2 separate regions of the Ovis aries genome follow, and region 1 is linked to region 2. A link is a contact called in public Hi-C data. All regions are on one chromosome and are shown on one strand. Each heading gives the region's core, a stretch centred on a gene start, on an enhancer-like site or on the middle of the called end of the contact. The rest is flanking DNA. Distances are from core to core; before and after follow the strand shown. Region 1 holds the start of TMEM214 (transmembrane protein 214). Region 2 holds the start of DPYSL5 (dihydropyrimidinase like 5).

Region 1 (4,924 bases), core at 253-2,752, 170 kb after region 2:
ATAAATGCTTGCCTGGCCTGTTCCTCAGTATGGCAGGTATGAATCTCATAGTCAAATGTGGGACTGTACATTAAGTAGTAAGCTTCCCATGCGGCACTAGTGGTAAAAAGAACCATCCTGTCAATGCAAGAGACTTAAAAGATGCAGGTTTGATCCCTGGGTTGGGAAGATCCCCTGGAGAAGGGCAATTCACTCCAGTATTCTTGCCTGGAGAATCCCATGGACAGAGGAGCCTGGCAGGTTACAGTCCATAGGATCAAATGAAGTCAGATAGGACTGAAAAAAACTTGGCATGGCAGGGCATATGAAATAGCACATTTCCTTAATCATGATAAATCACTTCTAGTTCACGTTCACTCATACTCCTCTGCCAGGATGCTTCCAGTTTTGAGGTTTCACGTGATACAACAAGCATGGCCCAAGGGACCTCCAGAGATAGGGAGTGTCTGAGCAGGTAACCTGCTTAAGTAGTTCCTCAGGTCTTCTGTTCTTGATCGCTTCCCTGCCACACCTGGGACTTGGGACTGACTTCTGCGGAAGGAGTCAGAGCCTTTTCTTTCCCACTTCCCACAAGGGGAAACCCAGCGCTGGCTGTCCCAGGGCCAAAACTTTTCTCTGCCTCCTTTCGAAGGACTCTCCGCACTCCACTTCCTGCCCCACCCCACTCCAAACACTGCCTCAAGGCGAGGAATCCTCAAGCTCCATCTCTCTTCCCTGTTCCTTCACAATAGCTTTTTTCAATAGCTCGTTAAACTCAAAGTTTAATCTTTAGCAACAGAAAAACTAGCACTTTCCTGGAAGAAAGGGAGCATTTCATCCACAAACTCTCCCAGGAGCTGAGAAGAATTATTTTCATTCCATCCTTTATGCACAGCTAGAACGGAAAGAAAACCAGAAACAGTTAAATTTTCACCAAGTCACCCAATACTTCCATGTTCAGTTTAGTTCAGTCGCTCAGTCGTGTCCGACTCTGCGACCCCATGAACCGCAGCACGCCAGGCCTCCCTGTCCATCACCAATTCCCGGAGTCCACCCAAACCATGCCCATTGAGTCGGTGATGCCGTCCAACCATCTCATCCTCTGTCGTCCACTTCTCCTCCTGCCCGCAAACTTTCCCAGCATCAGGGTCTTTTCCAATGAGTCAGCTCTTCGCATCATGTGGCCAAAGGATTGGAGTTTCAGCTTCAACATCAGTCCTTCCAATGAAGGACTGATCAGACCCAGGACTGATCTCCCTTAGGATGGACTGGTTGGCTCAATAAAAGTTGTCCGAAAGCAGTAGCCTCTCATCTCAATATCTTTTGCTTGGCTGTTTTGTTTTGTTTTGTTTTGTTTTGTTTTGTTTTGCTGAGAAAGGCTCCTGACTCCGCGCCGACCCCTAGCGTGGAAGAACCCGGCAAACACCAACGACTACAAGTACCAAGCTGCCTTGCGGGTGGCGTCACGCGCCGCGAAGCCCTGCGAGGAGACGTGGCAGAGCGCGGCGCGTCCGCGCCGGACCGGAAAGCTCGGGGAGGTGGCCGTGGCGGGAGGGTCGGAACCATGGCGGCCAAGACGGCAGGTGGGGGGCGCTGGGAGGTGGTGAAGAAGGGGCGGCGGGCTGGGGCCGGCGGCAGTGGTAAAGGCGGCGGAGGGGACCGCCGGGCGCTCGGGGAGGCGAACGGAGTATGGAAGTACGACCTGACCCGTGAGTACCCACCCAGCCCGCCGCCCCGTGTAGCCCTCGCCCCGCCCCAGGTCTGCCGCCCACCTCCCCACCCCGGGTGGTAGCGAGCAGCTACCGGGACCCAGATGGTCCAAACACCCCTGAGCTCCTGGAGTCGCGAGCTCTCCTGCGGATCGGTACCTCCCAGTTCAGCCGGCGCTCCCCTGGCGTTTCTCTTGACCCTCACAAGAGGTAGACAGCGCGAGGGAGGTCGCCGTCCTCGCCACTCACATGAGTAAACTGAGGCCCAACGAAGTTAGACGACTTGCCCAGGATCACTTGTTTGAGGGGACCGGGATTCCGGTCTTTGGACTCTCAGCAGACAGCACACACTCCCTGCCAGCTGTCCCCGAGCCCTATAGCCTGGCCTCGCCGGGCAGGTGTCCGGGAACTGCGGAGAGGCTGTCTGGTTCATCACACACTGGGCCCCCGCCTTAAGTAACCTGCAGGTAGAGGGTGGGCGTGGGGACCCGGACGCTCATGATGCCCGGCAGTGGGAGAAAATGATCCACCGTACGCATCTCCACACCCATCAGGTATTATTCCAAGCGGTGCCTGTTTCCTCAAAGCCTCCTGGAGGAGCAGAGAATGTTTGCCACTTGTTGATTATAGAACTGTCACATCAGAACCAAGAGGAACTGGCGTAGAACCAAGATGGGAAAACTAATTTCCCAAACTGGTAGCCACTCAATAAAGAAGCCAGCCCTCTGTGTTGGACACCGCCCACCTGCCCAATTTTCCCATGCTCTGATTTCCTAATAAAGAAATGCCTTATCTCTGAAAGAGCCCATGAACTCAAGAGCTGTGGGAACTGAAAGAAGCCACCAGGAGGGGTCCTTAAGCAGGATGCAGGAAGGGGCTTTGAGGCAGGCTCCTCTCTGGAGATTAAGTGCCAGTGTGTGGGGAGGGACCACTGTTTCTGTGAGGCCCTCCTGATTCAGGGCTGCCCCCCTTTCTCTGCCTGTCATTACCCCAGCTCCAATCCAGACGACAAGCACTCTGTATGAGCGGGGCTTTGAGAAAATCATGAAGCGGCAGAATAAGGAGCAGGTTCCACCTCCTGCTGTGGAGCCTAAGAAACCGGGGAACAAGAAGCAGGCTAAGAAGGTGGCGACCCTCACCAACCAGAACCAGAAGCAGGGCCGCTTTCGCAGCCTGGAGGAGGCACTGAAAGCTGTGAGTGTGCCGAGACTTTAGGCAGGGGAAGAATGAGGACCCGAGGAGTAGAGAGGATGAAAGAAGTGGGACAGGGACGGGCTGCTGAGGGACCTGTGGGATGAGGGACACTGCTGACTAAGAGGAGGCCTTCAGGAAAGGATGGAAACCCAGTGGGATGCAGTGTCCGCGCTTAGGATAGAAAGGGAATGAGTTTATAGAGAACCATAGATTAGTGAGAGGAAAACCTGGAAAATCCAGAGATACACAGAGGGTTTAGAAAAACTGGTTCCTCCCGCCAAGGAAGGAATGATCTTTCACTTTCGGTCTTCTGTTTCTCCCCTTGAACATGTGAGGGACCCAAGAGTATTAGTTCTTGAGATCACCAGTTACAATTATCTTGTTCTCTAGTTCCTGAAGATCTGGATGCAACAAAAGTATGGCATTCCACATACTTGCATCGAAAAGCAGAAACCCTTTGTTTTTCCTGCCACCACCTAGTTCAGCCATTTCCCCACCTCTACCCCATTACTCTACACCCGCAATTCACCATGAGGGGCCTGTGTTCCTGGCAGCTGGACCTGGCAGATCTGCAGAAGGAACTGGACAAGAGCCAGAGTGTGTTCTCTGGGAACCCATCTGTGTGGTTGAAGGACCTGGCCAGCTATCTCAACTACAAGCTCCAAGTACCTCCGAGTGAACCCACACTTAGCCAGCATCCTCACGGTTAGTTCTCCAGATGAGTTGAAGAAAATTCTGAAAGGGCTGTATGTAAGCGCATTACTTAGTAATTGAGCCCCATGACCCCCACTGCCCTGACTTACCTGGGTGATTTGAGCTGTCCTCAGATTAGCATGGCTTCAAAGTTTCTGGGCCTCATTGAAATAGGGAGGATGCCAGCCACAGTGCAGTGACCTCTGCCCTCACAGTTCTCAGGGAGCAAAGCAGAGGCCTCAGAGCTAGCAGAGGCTTCTGGTGCTAGCTCTCATGTGAGGCCTATCGACCCCAGATTATCCCTACAGCCTGGTGAGCCGGGAGCTGCGTGGCATCATCCGAGGGCTACTGGCAAAGGCTGCAGGATCCCTGGAGCTCTTTTTTGACCACTGTCTATTCACCATGCTACAAGAACTGGATAAGACTCCAGGTGAGAGGGTCCCTTGAGAATTAGGCCAGTCCTATCTTGGGAACCTAATCCCCTTTTTCCTGCTTCTAGAGTACCTGAAGAGGTTCTGTTTCAGCAGAGAAACATGCTAATTCCAGCACTCTTGGAAAAGAAGGAGGATGCTAGGACTCCCTGGGTCTGGGTTCTGGGCTCTCAGCTGTTAAAAGGGAGATTACAGGTTTGGGGTGCTGATTAGTATATATGGGTCTGAGAATGTGTATCTCCAGGGGAGTCACTGCACGGTTACCGCATCTGTATCCAGGCCATTCTGCAAGACAAGCCCAAGATTGTCACCACGAACCTAGGCAAGGTGAGCTCAGGGTTGTGATGGGGCCATTGGGAGGCCAGGACTGGGGAGACTGGGCAGAATTGACTCTGTTGAACCCAGTTAAGGGATGCGGGAGGTTCTGTAAGACAAGTAGTTAGCTAACGGCATTAGCACTATGTGCATATATGAGGTAGGTACCGCTGTTGTTCCCATTTCGTAGATGAGAAGATTGAGCCACAGAAGGGGTCAGTTACTTTGTAGAGTTGGTCAACTAGTAAGTGATAAATGTGAGCGAAGACCATAGCCTGGTGCCAGAGTCTGTGCTCTGAGTCACTCCGCCACGTTACCGCACGGCTCCATTGTCCTCTCCCAGTTGAATTCTGTCTTCTTTGGCTTTGGGGGTGCTTCTGGTGCTTTGCCCTTTCCCAACCTGCCTCCCTCACTGGTCTCCCCAGTTCCTAGAACTGCTGAGGTCCCACCAGAGCCGACCAGCCAAGTGTCTGACCATCATGTGGGCCCTGGGTCAAGCGGGTTTTACCAACCTCACCGAGGGACTGAGAGGTAAAAGAAAGAAACGTTTTGAAGCTGGAAGTTCCTCTTTAATGTCCCCAGTGGATCCAGGCTTGAGGCTTC
Region 2 (4,622 bases), core at 1,762-4,261:
ATGAAATCCTCAGCTGTCTTCCCCTCAGCTTCACTACCCACAAACTTTAACTCCTTCATCCTGGAATCTCAGACCTCTGCTTAGAAGAATTCAGCAAGTCAATATCCAGGTGAAATTCAAATCCAGCTGATGATCTGTTCAGAACTGATTTTTCTCTTGCCCAAATTGCCATTCCACTTCACCTAAGCTGGTCGTGGGAGCTTTACAATAAAAGTCACAACATATTTCCTTTTGTGCTTGTTATAATGGTAGCACAGTGTTCAATAACCACTTATTGTTGAATAAATGAACAATAATAGCTACATTTGTTGAGTGTATGCTATATGTTAGGTAGTGTACTATGCCTTTTATATGCATTTCTTCATGTAATTATCACAGCAAGGTTAAAAGAATGTATTATGGTCCCCACACTCGGCTTCCCAGGTGGCACCGATCAGTTAAGAAACCCCCTGACAAAGCAGAGATGTTAAAAGATGCAGGTTCTACCCCTGCGTCGGGAAGATCCCCTGGAAAAGGGCATGGCAACCCACTCCAGTTTTCTTGCCTGGAGAATCCCATGGACAGAGGAACCTGGCGGGCTGCAGTCTATGGGTCGCACAGAGTCAGACGTGACTGAAGCGATTTAGCACACACACATGGTCCCCACACTCTGGGGAGCTAAGGCTCAAATGGACCAAGTAACTTTCTCAAAGTCAAGTATCCGGAAAGTAGAGCAAAGATTCCAACCTAGAAATGTGTGAACCCCAAGCCCTGTTTTCCTTCTACTTTCCAAGAGACAGAGCCTAAGTTAAAAATACATAGAACTAAAATCAACTATGGGGACCATTTACAACCTCATGTTTGAATGTGACTTTCAGCAATGCCTGAGGCCAACAAAGAACCTCTAGGCAGCTGTTTTCTGACCTGGGGAGGCAGGCCCACCCAAGACAGCAAAGAAGCAGAAGTCCAAACGTGAGGTCCATTAAATGCTGCAGAGAAAGTTTACTGCCACTAGAGGGCTCCCTCCTCCTTAGGCAAAAAGTGCAGCCTGGACCGTGCAAGTGCACCCCGCTGCCCTGCGCCAGATCCACTCCACCTCCCTCAAGTTCAACTCATTTTGCCCAAATCCCTGGGACAGCAGCAGAAGTTGGCCAGCCTAGGGAAATCCCTTGGTACTTCCCCAAGCTGGAGCAGTGGCGGAAGGAGGAGCCATTTGCCCCATGTTTTCACAAGCACATTCCATCCTCTTCTGGGTTGGAAATGCTTTGAGGTCGTCAGTTAAAGCTCCAATATTTTGTCCACCTGATGCGAAGAGCCTACTCATTGGAAAATACCCTGATGCTGGGAAAGATTAAGGGCAAGAGGAGAAGGGAGGTGACAGAAGATGAGAAGGTTGGATGGTATCACCTATTCAATGAACATGAGATTTTGGAAACTCCAGGAGATAGTGATAGCCCAGGAAGCCTGGTGTGCTGCAGTCCATAGAGTCTCAAATGGTTGGACATGACTTGGAGACTGGACAGCTAACAACTAACAATGCTCAATGGGGGCCGGGGTGGGTTGGGGGCGGGGGGATGGAAGTTGGTCTCCCTGCATAAGCTCAGGATGTGAGAGGGAGTGGAAAAGTAAACCTTCCTCCCAGGAAAAGTGGAGGCTCTGTGGTGGTAATCCAGAAGTGAGGTCCAACTGCCAGCCTAGTGGGCTGCAGGCTCTGAGCCTACAGCAAAGGAGCACAGAGCAAGTGACCCAATGAGACCTCACTTCCGTGGGCCCTCTGGAGGCCAGGCACCCTCAGATTTTGCTGAGACAGGGTCGGGGTGTGGTGGTCGGTGGGAAGGCCTTCTGGTGTAATGAAGCACAGTTTTGTTTGAAAATATCCTGCCAGGAGAAACATCTCTTGGGGCCATGGTTGTGCAGCTACAGTCAGGGAACTCCCCCATCTTCACCACTTCCCAGGGGCCCTCCTGGGGAGGTGCTTCTGCAGCAGCCCCTTGGGGTTCCCTCAGGTTGGAATGAGGACTCAGTGCTGCATTTTAACACTGTATCAACAGCAACGCATTAAGTTCAGGCAAATTACTGAACTGTATCTAAGCTATTATTACAACTACAGGAAAGAACAGATAACCGGTAAAGGGTTGAGAGGCTATTTGGAAGGAGGTAAAGGCCTGGTGATCCTCCCCTTTTTAGACTTGTTGATTTTGTTAGATTATGTGTGTATGCAAAAGTTGAAGAAAAAGGGTGAAGCGAAGGTAAATTGAGTTACAAAACATTTCCAAAGGCTTCACCATGCCCTGATAGGAGGTTTCAAGAAACTGGACGGGCAGCTTGGACCAGAGAGCCCTGGATGGAGAAGCGGTAGCCGAGAGCATGAACTCCGGGTTCGAGGCCCCAGAAGGAACAGATGCGAACTGAGGTGGCCCCGCGTGGCCGATCACGTTGTACATGGGAACATTTTCCTATAACTACATCCCGCCCTCTCCATCCTACAATTCCGCTGGGCACCCAGGGTAGGATTGGATCTTGGCGGTAATCAGGCGGCCTTAGCCCGGCCTGCAGAGAAGGACAGGGCCGGCAGCAGCCAGCAGCCGAGGAGAGGCGACGAGGACATTGTTCCAGCCTCTCGGGTGGGGTCTTGTGGGGGGAGGGGACGCGGTAGCCGTCCCAGGGGACCCGTGCATCAGCGCGTCCAAGCGCCTGGGCTTTGTGAAGTGTCTTGAGTCACCATGGAAATCCGAAGGAACGCGGAGAATGGCACCCGGGGGTCGGCTGGTTCTCGGGCCGCGCCCTTCCTCCCCTCTCGGACCCTGGCCCCTCGGCAGGGCCTGTCGGGAGTTGTAGTCCCCAGGCGGTGGCCGCGCGCGCCGCCGAGGATGCAGGGCGCCGCCGGTCCCCGCCTCCCCCTAACCTGCTAGCGCGAGGTGGGGAGTGCTGGGGAGGAGCTGTCGCTCCCATGATTGGCGGAGGCCTCCTCCAGCCCCCACCCAAGTCCCCTCCCCCGCTCGCCGCTTCGGACTTCGGAGCCCCCGCGCGCCAAGGCGGCTATCGAGCGAGCGCGCGTGCAGCCGCGCCGCCCAGAGCACCCGCAGCGCCGGCGCCGCGGCGAGACAGGAGGAGAACCCACCCACCGACAGAACCCCGCAGCCGCGGCATCCCGGAGGAGTGGGTGATGGCAGGGCGGGCGGTGGGCTTATTCTCCCCGGGCTGGGACGTCCATCTCACACAATCTGTTTCTCTGGGAGGGGCACAATAGAGCTGGGGTCGGAGTGCGCCTAGGGAACCGGCTGCTGGGAACGCGGCGGGAGGTGTGGTTTGGAATTCGGGGCAGCCTTTTCGGGCTAAACTGGGACCCGAATCGGTTCCTCTTTGTAAGCCCACAGAGCTCCCGGAGCGCCGAGCGGTACCTTATTCATAGTAGGCGTTTAATAGATGCTCGTGGGATTGCAAAGAACTGGGGTGAGGAGGCTGGCTTGGTGGAAGGGTTTCGCTCCTAGGACACAGTAGACGCCCAGCCTCGTCGAGGTGCAGTGAATGACTGGAGGGCTGGGCGGGGGCTTCTCTGGCCGTGGGCCCGTCCTGCCCAATACCTTAAATCGGCGCCGTCCTCTGCCCGCGCGGATCACCTCCCGCCTCCCCCCCGCCCCCCGCCCGCCCCACGCCCCCGGCATACACACACACCCTCTGTCCCTCTCGCCTCCGGCTTGGAGTTTGCCCAGTCTGGACCGGACCCAGCGGCCCGTCCACGTCCGGCTAACGGGTAGACTATTCGCCGGCCGCCTCTGGAGGCACCTGTCTGAACCACAAAGACCGCCTTTCGCTGCCCAGCCCAGAGCGGGCGCCAAGCGGAGTCCCTTCGCCCGAGCCCAGCGCGGGAGCGCTCCCGGGGGCATCGATCTTGGCGGGCGACGCCCCAGACCGGGGGAGGAGGCAGGAGTCAGAGTTGGAGAGGAGCTGAGATGGAGAGGCGGAGGCGAGGCCTCCGTTTGAGCAAAGATGCGAACATAGGGATGGGTGGGAGCACGGGGAACTGGAAACAGGTTTGAGGAAAGAGAAGGGTCTGAGCAGGGAGGGTCGGAGCTCGGAGCAGGTGGCGCGAGGCGAGGCTGGGGCTGATGAAGGATGTGGAGGGGAGGAGGGATGCGGGAGGGTGGAGACTGCCTGGGTTAGAGAAGAGTAGACGCTGGGGAGGAGGAGACCCACGCGATGAGAGGGAGGGGTCTCCCTGGGGAGGGAGGTCTCCAGGGAAGGGAGGGGCAGGCAGCTGGGGGGTGGGGGGAGGCGGGTCTCGGCCCGAAGACCCTCAGCCCAGGCGAGGGGCCCGGCGGTCCTGTGGCTGGCTGGGCGTGGCTCTTGGACCGGGCGACGGACTCGGGATGGCGGATCGGGGACCGAGCCGGCTGTCCCTGTGAGGAGCTTTGTCTCCCGGCTTGACACCAGCCCTTAGGGACTCGTTTAGGGTTTTGTGATAATCCGCAGCGCCACAGGCACACCCTTTTCTTCGCAGAGCTGAAAGGCTTGGTCCAGCGGCAGGTGATGCCAGGGAGGCGAAATGGGGGCCGCTTCCCTCCCGGGAGGCCCGGAGAACAATAGCCGGCACTGGTGTCCTCCGCACCAGGAGCTAGGGCACCCCTGGAACTCGAGTGTGC

Evidence for each region. Hi-C and Micro-C count contacts between places; a contact is called where the count stands out from the background.
Region 1: a contact with region 2 is called in a Hi-C map of liver, with 2.3 times the contacts expected there. The contact joins the promoter of TMEM214 here to the promoter of DPYSL5 in region 2. A contact is called at or near these places in 4 of 16 Hi-C or Micro-C datasets (hypothalamus, liver and tail adipose tissue).

What each region holds. Positions count from the first base shown.
Region 1 is chr3:34,116,423-34,121,346 of ARS-UI_Ramb_v3.0, forward strand. TMEM214 (transmembrane protein 214) reads left to right here and starts at 1,503. Exons shown (of 17, transcript XM_042245892.1): 1 at 1,503-1,562; 2 at 2,683-2,882; 3 at 3,437-3,587; 4 at 3,871-4,005; 5 at 4,251-4,333; 6 at 4,747-4,852. The coding sequence starts at 1,544.
Region 2 is chr3:33,945,896-33,950,517 of ARS-UI_Ramb_v3.0, forward strand. DPYSL5 (dihydropyrimidinase like 5) reads left to right here and starts at 3,012. Exons shown (of 13, transcript XM_004005741.5): 1 at 3,012-3,138.